Linked DNA regions of Aedes albopictus: region 2 is linked to region 1. Evidence: chromatin contacts called from public Hi-C data. All regions are on one chromosome and are shown on one strand. Each heading gives the region's core, a stretch centred on a gene start, on an enhancer-like site or on the middle of the called end of the contact. The rest is flanking DNA. Distances are from core to core; before and after follow the strand shown.

What was found. Hi-C and Micro-C count contacts between places; a contact is called where the count stands out from the background.
Region 2: a Hi-C map of whole body shows a contact between it and region 1, with 6 times the contacts expected there. The contact joins the promoter of LOC109413136 here to the promoter of LOC109418109 in region 1. A contact is called at or near these places in 2 of 3 Hi-C or Micro-C datasets (embryo and whole body).

The regions. Positions count from the first base shown.
Region 1 is chr2:468,694,795-468,702,044 of AalbF5, forward strand. LOC109418109 (WD repeat and HMG-box DNA-binding protein 1) reads right to left here and starts at 2,959. Exons shown (of 6, transcript XM_019692297.3): 1 at 2,082-2,959; 2 at 1,557-2,021. The coding sequence starts at 2,640. LOC109418108 (mitochondrial enolase superfamily member 1) reads right to left here. Exons shown (of 9, transcript XM_029870889.2): 5 at 5,402-5,552; 6 at 5,166-5,302; 7 at 4,961-5,103; 8 at 4,455-4,618; 9 at 3,989-4,393. The coding sequence ends at 4,098.
Region 2 is chr2:468,870,831-468,878,080 of AalbF5, forward strand. It overlaps LOC109413136, which reads right to left and starts at 4,754. Exons shown (of 2, transcript XM_019692292.3): 1 at 4,570-4,754; 2 at 1-4,503. The coding sequence starts at 4,503.

The sequences.
Region 1 (7,250 bases), core at 1,709-4,208:
TTGCAGAAATGCCGCGAATACAACGTGCCCACACATTACTTGTTCATCGATTTCAAATCGGCGTATGATACAATCGATGGAGAACAGCTATGGCAGATTATGCACGAATACGGATTCCCGGATAAACTGATACGATTGATCAAGGCGACGATTGATCGAGTGATGTGCGTAGTTCGAGTATCAGGGACACTCTCGAGTCCCTTCGAATCTCGCAGAGGATTACGGCAAGGTGATGGTCTTTCGTGCTTGCTGTTCAACATTGCTTTGGAGGGTGTAATAAGGAGAGCGGGGATAAACACGAGTGGGACGATTTTCACGAAATCCGTTCAGCTGCTTGGTTTCGCCGATGATATTGATATTATTGATATTATGTAAATTTGAGACGATGGCGGAAACATACATCCGACTAAAGAGTGAAGCAGGACGAATCGGATTAATCATTAATGTGTCGAAGACAAAGTACATGATGGCAACGGGCTCCAGGGAGGAATCAGCGCGCCCGTCACCCCGAATTTATATCGACGGTGATGAAATCGAGGCGGTTGAAGAATTCGTGTACTTGGGCTCACTGGTGACCGCCGACAACGACACCAGCAGAGAAATTCAGAGGCGCATTGTGGCAGGAAATCGTGCTTACTTTTGACTCCGCAGAACTCTACGATCGAATAAAGTTCGCCGCAACGAAGTTAACTATCTACAAAACGCTGATTAGACCGGTCGTCCTCTATGGGCACGAAACATGGACCCTACGTGCAGAGGACCAACGCACCCTTGGAGTTTTCGAACGGAAGGTGTTGCGTACCATCTACGGTGGAGTGCAGATGGAAGACGGGACTTGGAGAAGGCAAATGAACCACGAGCTGCTGAGAGAACCAACCATCGGCCATACCGCGAAAATCGGGAGGCTACGGTGGGCGGGTCACATAATCAGGATGTCGGATAGCAACCCGACTAAAATGGTTCTGGAGAGCCATCCGACCGGTACAAGAAGACGTGGAGCGCAGCGAGCTAGGTGGGTCGACCAAGTGGAGGACGATCTGCGGACCCTACGCAGAGTGCGGAACTGGAGACAAATAGCCACCAATGTATTATCAAAATTATAGGTAATTAGCAATGAAATGAAGTCGCACAGTGGTTCAACAAGCAGGAAATCAAACCAGTTTAGATAATACATGTTTCAGGAGAAACCTTGAGAGAAACTTCATGTTTGCCTAAAATCTGTATTTTACAGGACAGTCTGGTATCATTAAGAATCGCATATTATCTCAAACTGAAAAAGCACTTTTTCCATAATGACGAAAAAGCGAACCAAACCAGCGTGTCCGATTGTCATAATTGACCAAATAAACAATCGGACATTCTTATTTTCTTTGATATGTGAATCATTTTGGGAAAAAGTGCTTTTAGTTCTTGAGCATTTGTTATTCTGATTTGAGCCCTAAACGCGGTTGAGGCATTCACGTGTCAGATCATCTGATGATCAGATGTCAGATGGAGCGGAAATTAAACAATCTCTCTGTTAAGTAATTGGTCAGTAGGTTTGCTTTTCTACTTACGTTTTGAGTACATTTCATCCAAATCATCATCATCGTCTTCTTCGGCTGCCCCGTTCGCTTCCTTCTCGGCCATTTCCATCAGATCATTACCATCGTCAGCGTCGTCATTGTCATTAAAAATGTCATTGACATTCCCCAGTTGTCCCTGATCATCGCAGATGACCAACTCTCCATTGTTCTTGGGATGCCACGTCAAGCTGATCAGCGGATTGGAATCAATCGAGACCTCTTCACCTTTCACTAGCTCCCCGGTCTGGTAGTCCCATATGACGACCTCTCCTTTGGCACTGCCAGCTGCAAAGAATTCTCCCCGTGGCGAGAACGCTCCACATGTGAACTCGGCAGATAAGCTTTTATGTTTCAGAAACTTCTGTTGGTCCCAGGTCGTCGTATTCAGCACAACTATTTCTTTTCCTCTGGGAAAGGCCAAAACGGAGCCACGTTTCGGGTCGAAACTTGGAGTCGCTGAAATAAGAAATAAACCATTATTTAGAATGTGTCAAGCCTTGAATCCACATCACTTACCAAAGTACACGTTTCCCTCGAAACTCTTCACCTTCTTCAGACCGTCCAACGTTTTCAACAACTTTTTGCTCGCTAAGTCCCATACCCGCAATTTCCCATCACCGCAACTAGCTGCCAGCAGATTCTTCGGACTCAACGCCATACTCAGGACGGGTCCTGCCAATCCTCCGAGCTCAAACTCGTCACCTTCTGCCCCCGTCGGTTTCACCTTAATGGTTCCATCCTCGGATCCCGCCGCCAGATACTGGCCATTCCTTACCAAACTAGTCACGAACGCCGTGAACCGGAACTCGATTCCATCCTTTTCCAGCTCCGGATACTTGTACGCCTGGACGGTGTTCAGATCGTTGGCAACCAGCACCCGGTCACCGTACTGCAGCAGGGCCCACACGTTCTCTGCCAAACAGGTCGTACTCGCGTCGTCATCAAACACACCATCCCACACTCGAACATCGCCGTCGTAGCCGAAACTGATGATTCGCTCGCCGTTTTCCTGGTAGACCGCACTGGTGTAACCCGCTATGTGGCCGTATCGCATTGCCGACCGTTTGAATGGCATTTTGCACTAGTTTTAAACTTTACAGTTTTACTTTTTATCAAAAAATTACGAGAACTCCAGAACACCTTCAACGTTTTGAGAATCTTCACTGACCAACAGATAAAGAGCTTCGCTTCCGCGCCAAATGCACCAAAACAGTGAAATCTTGCATTGTTGTATCACAACAGACCGAGCTGCAACACAGAAATATTTCAATGTTGCGTACACGTTCAGAATGATTTAATGGATTGCTTGCACACATTGTTACACTCTCAGAAAAAAAAAATATTTTGAGTACTCGGAACAAGAAATTTACTCAAATAAATAGACAGGTAATTCTAGATTGAGTTTAAATAAGAGCGAAAGTAACATGAGAGAGTTCTCTTCATCGATGCAAGTATTGTTGCACTTTTTAGTCAAAAATCGCTAGCTTGCGATGCAATCTAGCGTCTGAGTGTAAAAAAGTTCGATTGAATTTGCATCTTGTCACTTTAATTTGCAGAAGAGAGAGAGTCGCTGAAGAGAACTCTCTCATGTTACCCTTATTCATACTCAATCTAGAATTATTTGGGTCCGTCCATAAACTTTGTAGACTCTTGGAAGGGGGGGAGGGGATGATTCTGACCAAAGTCTACGAGGGGAGTGGGAGCTAATATGACCATATGTCTACGTAGTTTATGGGCAACTAAAAGGACCCGCATAAACGATCACCATAAGATTTGCTTAACCACCCATTCGGGATACAGATCGACCGGTTCGAACAGTATGCGGTATTGTTGAACCGTCTACATTACGGTCCGTGTATTGTGTTAGTTTATCAGGGGAGTTTCAATTCCTATTTGCACCTTGCAATAAAACTTATTGCATTGTACAAGAATTGTTTTGCGACTGTGGACCTAATATCACGTGATTTTTGGTCTGTTTCGGCCTGGGCAGTCTTGGAAACAGCAAAAACGGATTTGCCTTTTTATCCGACGGTTTCGGTTTTTATTAAACCTTTTTCAAGGATTATAGGCTCGTTTTTTTGTACTGTTCATGGTTTAATAAAAACCGAAACCGTCGGATAAAAAGGCAAATCCGTTTTTGCTGTTTCCAAGACTGCCCAGGCCGAAACAGACCATAAATCACGTGAACTTATTGCATTGTATCGTTGCGTAATCATCCCATCAACTATCTAGGTTGAAATAAATATTTAAGTTCTTCATCAAACGCGAGATCTAACGATAGCGGTTGTCATCGGTTTAAAATAAATCACCTACAAAAACTCTTCCTGGTAGATCAGGTACCAACCGTGTTGGTAATGCCATGTTCTTCACGCAGCTGAACCAGCTGAACTCGATCTATCTAGAATGATCCATTTCAAATCAACTTGATTTCAATTCCGATTTCATTACCCATTATCTATAAGGTGAAGCAAATTGATTGAAACATTGATTGAAAACATAATTGCCGCAAATGGAAATTAAAAAAATACAATCTTATACACTTTTGAAAATCCCTTCAGCAAACATCCTTTGCCACTCGGTGCCAATTGGATATTCAAACATCGCAACCGCTTCCTGCTTCAACTCGGTGGAATATCCGGGCGCAGTTGGAGCAACGTAGCATGCGTTTTCGTTGATAATCGCTGGATGAAGGAATTGTTCATGTTGTTGATCGACAAATTCTACCATCCGATCTTGCTTGGTACATGAAACCGACGTGTAGTCCCACATCTGCAGGTGCTGGACCATCTCGCACAGACCAACACCACCTGCGTGAGGACAAACTTTCACTGCAAAAAATAAAACAATTGTTTATTAATTCACACGAAACGATGCCTGCACAAATCTTACCGCCAAACTTTTTGGCCATCAGATAAACCGACAAAATTTCGTTTACGCCACCAATTCGGGCGGAATCAATCTGGCAAAACTCCAATGCGTTTTCTTGCAAAAACTGCTTGAACAGAACTCGATTACAGCACATTTCTCCGGTAGCCACCCCGATGTTGTACTTTCTGTATGGAGAAATGAACAAGAAAAGGAGATTAGATATTTATCTACGCCAGTAGCAAGGGCCATCCAAGTAACCAATCAGTCCCAGCCTTAATGCATGCATAAAAACTAAGTAAATCCAGCACTCTTTATGTATAATCGAAGTGCAAAAAAGGCTTTCATAAAGCCAATCTGAAGTTACCTACAATGCGAATTTACTAGGGTCCCTTTTTATTTTATCGACTCAAAAAACATTGTAATGCTGATTTATATATATTCATGCATACATAACGGTTGCGCGGTTACTTTGTATTGTAATGCGGAAACTAAAATGATAAAATGTTATCAATATAAAACATCTGTACCTCAATGCTTCTGCTATTTTCTTGTGACCTAAGACATCGTCCGGAGATGTTGGCTCCTCAATCCACAGCAGTTGAAATTCTTTCAATTTTTCCATCCATTCGATAGCGGTGTTCACATCCCATATTTGGTTTGCATCTACCATCTGAAATTCGCGGGAAACATGCAGAACATAGTCCATCTGCCGCCTTTATGCTAACCACTCACCAATCTGTTGCTCCAACCAATTTGTTTAATGTCGTTCTCCAAATCCTGTCCAACTTTAATTTTAAACGCCGTGAATCCTGCCCGGAGGTACTTCTTGCATAACGAGCGGATCAACTCATCGCTGTAGCCAAGCCAACCTGCGTTATAAATTTGAAGGTGAATTAGGACAGTAATGATTATTCCCATATCCTTCGATAAATAATTTATTTTATCTCAGATACCGCATACCAACATACCAACTTGAGTTGTATAAGCGGGATAACCGCCTTCAACGATGTCTTGAATTCTGTCATTACATATGGTTTTGTTTTCACGCAGCAATGCAATCGCTTCCTTCGGTGTTATGGCATCAGTAATGTATCGAAAATCAATTGTGGAAACTAATTCCTAAAAAGTAAAAAAACATATTGCGCACCCATTTAGACCAGACTTGGGACCGAATTTATTATTATCACAGTCGAATTTCCCACACGTCTTCTTCTTCATCATCATCATCATCATCATCATCATCATCATCATCATCATCATCATCATCATCATCATCATCATCATCATCATCATCATCATCATCATCATCATCATCATCATCATCATCATCATCATCATCATCATCATCATCATCATCATCATCATCATCATCATCATCATCATCATCATCATCATCATCATCATCATCATCATCATCATCATCATCATCATCATCATCATCATCATCATCATCATCATCATCATCATCATCATCATCATCATCATCATCATCATCATCATCATCATCATCATCATCATCATCATCATCATCATCATCATCATCATCATCATCATCATCATCATCATCATCATCATCATCATCATCATCATCATCATCATCATCATCATCATCATCATCATCATCATCATCATCATCATCATCATCATCATCATCATCATCATCATCATCATCATCATCATCATCATCATCATCATCATCATCATCATCATCATCATCATCATCATCATCATCATCATCATCATCATCATCATCATCATCATCATCATCATCATCATCATCATCATCATCATCATCATCATCATCATCATCATCATCATCATCATCATCATCATCATCATCATCATCATCATCATCATCATCATCATCATCATCATCATCATCATCATCATCATCATCATCATCATCATCATCATCATCATCATCATCATCATCATCATCATCATCATCATCATCATCATCATCATCATCATCATCATCATCATCATCATCATCATCATCATCATCATCATCATCATCATCATCATCATCATCATCATCATCATCATCATCATCATCATCATCATCATCATCATCATCATCATCATCATCATCATCATCATCATCATCATCATCATCATCATCATCATCATCATCATCATCATCATCATCATCATCATCATCATCATCATCATCATCATCATCATCATCATCATCATCATCATCATCATCATCATCATCATCATCATCATCATCATCATCATCATCATCATCATCATCATCATCATCATCATCATCATCATCATCATCATCATCATCATCATCATCATCATCATCATCATCATCATCATCATCATCATCATCATCATCATCATCATCATCATCATCATCATCATCATCATCATCATCATCATCATCATCATCATCATCATCATCATCATCATCATCATCATCATCATCATCATCATCATCATCATCATCATCATCATCATCATCATCATCATCATCATCATCATCATCATCATCATCATCATCATCATCATCATCATCATCATCATCATCATCATCATCATCATCATCATCATCATCATCATCATCATCATCATCATCATCATCATCATCATCATCATCATCATCATCATCATCATCATCATCATCATCATCATCATCATCATCATCATCATCATCATCATCATCATCATCATCATCATCATCATCATCATCATCATCATCATCATCATCATCATCATCATCATCATCATCATCATCATCATCATCATCATCATCATCATCATCATCATCATCATCATCATCATCATCATCATCATCATCATCATCAT
Region 2 (7,250 bases), core at 3,504-6,003, 180 kb after region 1:
TTCTTGGCAAGACCCGGCAACCAGCCGCAGCAGCCGTTCCTTAGACGCACCGGCCGCAACCAACTTGTACGCCAGAGGCATTCTCCCGGGAGTAGCTGTCGCTAGCATCAGCGCCGTTTGTCCCAGTCTGTTCACATGCTCAAGAAAATCCCTGCGATCATCGCGCTTCAGAAGATACTCCAAAACGGCCTTCTTGTCGTAGCGAATCGCGTGATGCAGCACTGTTTCACCGTTGAAGTCTCGGGCGTGCACGTTGGCGTGGCATCGCTCCAAGACAAATGCCACAAAAGTCGCGTTGTCCATCCGGCACAGTTCATGAAGCAGTGTTCGCCCAAAGGAATCTTGAAGTTCTAGATCGATCCGTAGGGATCGGGCGGCGTACTCCAGACATTCGATGTTTGCGTCCAAAAAGTGGGTTATCGGTGGAACGTTGTGAAGGATCGGATACCTAAAGGTGGGCAGGTCTTTGGAGGAAGCTCCATTTCCGGCTAGATATTCAATTATGGGCAGACTTCCTACCATGAGAGCACTGATTAAGGGCGTCCGTCCGATGGCATCAGGTTCGTTGATAGCTGCTGGTCCAAGTTGATACAAACGACGAACTATGTCAAGATTGCGAAAAGTGACGGCCCGGTTCAAGGGGGTCATTCCACCTTTGTCTTTGAAACAAGGGTCGACCTTGTGGGCCTTCAGCAGACTGAAGATTTGTTCTGATTTACGCCTGTAGTCCGCTTTTGTGCACGTGTTTAGGGCTTGTACAGCAACATGGTACGCATTGTAGAGTGTATCGGGTTTAGTAACTTGTGCCGCTAGTGGATCGTTCTTGAGAAGAATTTCCAAAGCATCGAAATTGTGATTATGGATTGCATTCATGAATTGCTCTGATAAATCTAAGTGATCTTCCGTATTCTTTGAACATTTTCTGAGAAGAAATGTCAGAAGAGCGTTGTTTTTAGTCTGGATTGCGCAATTGATTAAATCGTAAAGCATGTCAGAGAGGAAATGGGGTCTGCAACTCAGCAAATATTTAACGATTCGATTGCGCCTTTTCATGGCAGCACTTAGTATTGCGTTTCCAACATTGGCGGTGTATTGGGAAATCATCTTGACGGCTTGTAGGTTGCCGTTTTGTGCAAATACATCCAATGGCGTTTTTCCGCTCTCGTTTTTATCATCGATGCGTTCACGCCATTGTCGGCTTAGAAGAAAATGTTTCAGTATAGTCGTTCGATTGTAAATTGCTACATCATGAAGTAGATCTTTAGAAACTGAACACAGGTTAGATCTGCTTTCCATTTTTAGAATTGCTGCAAGGTTGCCACTTGCAACAGCATATGTGCATAATGATTTGGAGTTTTTAACAAATGGAAGTATTTGCTCGAAAATGTCATTAAAACTGTAAATAACAGCAATTTTTGCATTTTTCTCGTCAGGAGTTGCAATACGGACTAGTTCATTTGCCATTTCCAGCTGTCCAGTAACCAAAGCTATTTGAAGAGGAGAGCATGATCTTATAGTTTCCGGATCTAGCTTTTTAAGAAGCCATTTAAATGCTGAAATATTTCCTGATGTAATGCTATCGAGTAGCATTTGCGAGGAAAGTTTTAGTTTCAGATCCTCTAAATGATTTAAAACAGCTGTATTACGTTTGTATGCTGCTTCGTATGTAAAAGAAGCGTTGTATTTTTCAGTGATAGTCCGATAAGATCGAAAATCTCCAACCTCCAAGCAAATATTGAGCAATATCTGTGACTTTTCCGGGTAACTCATTTGATTAGGAGTTTTGCGAGGAATCAAAGGATGACCGATTTCGTTGATTAGGTGGTGATATTCCTTGGAGAACCTAACTCCATCAATATGATCAATAAAGTGCTGCATATTATGTCGTACAGCTTGGAGCAGTGCATTGTTGTGAAATGTTGTGAAGTCCGCTTTGGTTTCCCTCATACGTCCAAGGATATCGTGTTTATCAATTTTATCACGTTTGAACTTAAATTTCTCGATATCCTTTAGCTGTTCATACAAATGCCTTTGCATATTGAACCAATTTAGCTTATCACGTAATTTACCGGATCCTTCCTTCCTGAAAGGGACTGCTTTTGGCCAATCTTTTTTATCGTACAATTTCAGACACAAAGTGCCGTAGTAAACAGCGTTGCAAAAGTCATTAACTCGACTTTCACTGATAACGTCATACATGATCATGTCGTGTGCCAAACTATTTCGAATATTTTTACCACTCACGATCGGAACTCTATGATCGAGTTGCTGGATATTTAACTGGAGGGCTCCTACCCCTAGAAGAATCTCACAAATCTCCAAAAGAACATGTTGCATCGCAATGGACTCCAAATTGTATCCAGTTATCTCATACTCAAACAGCTTCCCAGTTGATTGTCCACAGTTCTGCAACATGCGTTTCAATGTTGCAACTTTTCGATCGAACGCACTTTGAAACTCATCTTCCTGGTTCTTGCGAAATGTTTTCAGTTTCTCACTTTCTGGTAATCTGAGAATCCGTAAGCGATCTGCAACGTTGAAAACATTTTCGTCCACGTTCTTTCGCAGTTTTTTGCGAACTTCAGACGGGACTTTTTGGTAATAATCGTATGCTCCGGACTCACGAAGTATATGCTCCACGTAGCCTTCGGATGAAAAATTTGCCCGTTTTAGCTGCAGCCTATCCAGCCCCGAAACAGACTCATTGTCAAATAGGTTGAGCAGTTGATAGGCGGTGTCCACTATATGCTGATTTCTGCTGGATCCGTATCTTTCCATCAAATGGTACATTAAAGTACGTGCTAAACTACCTATGCTTCGGCGTTGCTGAGAGTAACATTCTATGAAACATTTCGGACCAGGAAGTACTAGGGAAAATTTGAGCACTGATCTGAGATCATTAATATTTTGACAAGTCCTTGCTGCTCGTAGGAATGACCCAAAACTTTTACCAAATTGAAGATGATTGGATCTGGTCCTGGACATGTCTGCGAAATGGGATTTCAATTGCTGCTCTATGATTGACAACAATTTATAGTTTTCTGAGTCGTCTTTCAGGAGAATTTTCAAATCATCTATCACTTTGGATGATATTTGTTCACTGTAAAAGGTTTCATGATGAGCAGCTGGATCTCCATAAGCTCCAACTAAGTTTTCGTTGGCATACATAGCTAACGATCGAGCTTGTTTAACCTTCTGCATCTTGTACAGAGAACCAAGGAATCGTTTTTGTATAGCTATCATCAATGTGGAACGCATGCATTCGAAAAAACTTAACGCAGTTTTGAAATTTTTCTGCAATTTCAAGTATGAGTTGTAATCGTTCTCTTTTTCAAACAAGTACTTTGCCACCGGGTAGCCATGCGAGTGAAACTCTCGAATACTTTTATAACATGATGTCGTTTCACTAGAAGTCATGAACTCAAAGGCAGCTTGCATTCGATTCGATAGATTCGTACATAATTTAGTGCTTTTGATAGCTTCACCTACCACTTGAACGCATCGATCCATAAATAGCTGCTTGGCAGTCCTGTTATCCGTTTGCTTCAAATCAATTTTACATGCTTCTGATAAGTGAAATAGTATTTTTGTCACAGAATGCCACTCTTTCAGCAATACAAACGTTTTTCTTAACTGCCTTCGAACCTTTCTGTCCTTGCTAGAAAGAATGCCGCTCCCTCGAAGCTGTTTCGCCACAAATCGAAGAAATCTTAGCACCAGTTGTTTGTTGATAATTAGTGTGAAAAATTCCATTCCCGGCAATTCATCACAGGTCGCAATGAACACACACAAACAATGCTGAACCTCCATTAACGCTTCGTCATACCGTTCCCTCCCCAGATACATATGTTTCATTATTTCTCGCATTGCCATTAGGACTTCGTCACTTATTTCATTCAGATTGTCTTCATCTGTGTTTTGCAGCACAAAATCAATGTACTCTAGCAATTGATCCTTTCCGAAAGCAATATCCTGCCATCGACAGGTAGTCGGATCCGTTCCGTAATGCTTGACAAGTTCCTGAAGCACTTCGTACCTGGTTTGTTCTTCTAGTTTTACCCCTTTCAGGCGTAATGCCTCGTACGCCTCTTCTATCAAAGCAATTGCTTCATCAAAGGGCAGTTTCCATTGTAATGTATACACACAAACCAGCTCCATACTATTCCTTCGTAGAAGTTGATAGAAAATTTCCCGTTTTGGAGTGTCTCGAAACTCCCATTGCAACATCAGGATCATCAAATCTCCTCGCCCAAAGCGGCGAGCCATCTCAGCCGCGATTTCATTCCGCTCGTTCCGTAGGCCACAATCGATGCCGGCTTCAATCAACATCTTCACCGTTTCGTACGAATTGCGACTACAGTGCACTGCCCGGTGCAGAGCGCTACACAATTTTGCATCCTGATAGTTGATGTCGACTTCCTGCGGGTGCAATCCAATGTAGAACTTCAACATGGACAGATTTCCGGATTGTGCTGCCTCGAGGTAATTGTGGTTTTTCGACATCTGACAGGATTGTAACATGAGTTGTTAACATATAATAATGAATGTACCAGACAGCCGAAAACGTACCTTTGCTTAAAACTTCTACAAAAGTGTGAGAGACTTTTTTTTTGCTTCTGGTTTAATTTGGCGGATGCAGTCACCTGAATTTAATTCTCTAATCTAATCTAATCTGAAGAAATTTCAACGATAATGTCTACAGATTAAAGCTAAAGTAACGTTTCAAATTTGCTTGTAAACAACCGACTTGGAGTTGTTTTCTTCTTTGACATTCGATAAGGATACGACGACCAGATGCAACGCAAAAGATGTATCAGAGTCGTTGCTACATAACTATGCACTCAAATTGTTGCGTCACACCGCAGAAAACAGTGGACGATGTTTTCCAAATTCTAACACTTCAACGATTGAAGCTATTAATTGACTCATTTATATATTTCTAGAATCAAACTACTTCGAACAAAAATATGCATATTTTTGCAGGATCAGAACACACGATACAGCTAGTAGCGGTAGCGGCCGTGCAGTTCTTTTTGAGTTTGTTCTCCGAAAAGAGTTAGCTTGCCGCTTGGGACGAGGAGATTTGATGATGCTGGAAACGCCTTTTGATGAAGCAATTGCTCTGATAGAAGAGCCGTACGAGGCACAAGGATTGGTGAGTCCGTTCTATATTATTTCAAAACATAAAAATGAATTGCATATGTGGGACCGCACATAACATGCGAACGAAACATCCCAATGAAGCCGTTCTATTCTATCCTATCTATTCTATTCTAGTCGTTGCACAGCCAGTATTGAAAAGCATCCTGGAAATATCTATTTTTTTTCTGATATTTTCTTGTCAGCATTAATATTTGTAGCATATCAGAGATGATGTGACCCAAATATTAAAACGGCCAGGCCCTGTGCTGCTTACCCAACTAACATTTTCAGCGCTATAAGCTTCAGTCATTTGCTTTCTGTTGTGTAACCATCGAGTAAAAGCAGTCAACGCTGAATAGAAGGAAAGCTAGTCAAATATAAATCACAGACAAACAGACGTAACACCTTGAACGATTTTCATGGAAATCCATCGCCCAGTTCACACTACCATCACCTGGTGAAAAAGTTGCACGAATCACTGTGGTGTGCAATATCGTCAATAGAAGGCGCTAGTGTGAAACGTCAAACGCATAGAAAAACGATGTACGCGCCTCTGGTTGTGAGAGCCACAACTATGAAAATTTGAAATGATCGTTAAAAGCGTGGTCGATAGAAATTTCGCAAGTGTTACGTCTGTTTGTCTGTGTATAAATCATAAGCTAATACACGACTGCAAAACAAGTACAATACAGCTACCAAACTCGGTTTTCAGAAATCCATTGCTTGTCACTGGGGCTGCCTTTACTCCACCCTATTCCAACTCCGGGAGATTTCCCGGAAGATGTGAAAACTTGAACACATCGAATAGGAGTCCCCACTAACAAAACAGCTGCTACTATACAGTACAATTTATTATACTGACAAATCCCCAAACCAGCAGCGCTTTAAAGGCCGTTATGCGATTTCATTACGGCTAGAAGCTGTAATAAAGAAACTGTTGGTTTACCAACACGGCTTGTCGGATATAAACATTATTATCACAACAAACTTTAAGCGGGATATATAGCTACTACACAAATTCTTTACAGCTATCCATGTATGTGCTGTGAAATTATTTGGGTTGCTTTTATTGCACTTTAATTCAATGCCGGAAGATTTGCCGGAAGATGTGCAAATCGAGTAAGAGTCCCAGCCACTACAACAGCTGCTTTTATACAGTACGTTTTGTAATGTTGCCAAAACACAAAACAGCAGCGCTTCGTAGCCGTTTAAAGAACACTCTTTCAGCTAGAAGCTGTGAAGAAGAATCTGTTGGCGCAACCACACAGCTTGTTCAATGTAAACATTCCCAACTAACATTTTCAGCGCTATAAGCTTCAGTCATTTGCTTTCTGTTGTGTAACCATCGAGTAAAAGCAGTCAACGCTGAATAAAAGGAAAGCTAGTCAAATATAAATCATAAGCTAATACACGACTGCAAAACAAGCACAATCCAGCTACCAAACTTGGTTTTCAGAAATCCATTGCTTGTCACTGGGGCTGCCTTTACTCCACTCTATTCCAACTCCGGGAGATTTCCCGGAAGATGTGTAAACTTGAACACATCGAATAGGAGTCCCCACTAACAAAACAGCTGCTACTATACAGTACAATTCGTTATACTGACAAATCCCCAAACCAGCAGCGCTTTAAAGGCCGTTATGCGATATTATTACAACTAGAAGCTGTAATAAAGAAACTGTTGGTTTACCAACACGGCTTGTCGGATGTAAACATTATTGTCAAAACAAACTTTAAGCGGGATATATAGCTACTACACAAATTCTTTACAGCTATCCATCTCTGTGCTGTGAAATTATTTGGGTTGCTTTTATTGCACTTTAATTCAATGCTGGAAGATTTTCCGGAAGATGTGCAAATCGAGTAAGAGTCCCAGCCACTACAATAGCTGCTTTTATACAGTACGTTTTGTAATGTTGCCAAAACACAAAACAGCAGCGCTTCGTAGCCGTTTAAAGAACACTCTTTCAGCTAGAAGCTGTGAAGAAGAATCTGTTGGCGCAATCACACAGCTTGTTCAATGTAAACATTGCGTTTGACGTTTCACAAGCTTTTGCAGCAAGATGTAGTTGGGTAAGGTTTCTTGTGGCACAATTATGAAGCCTTGT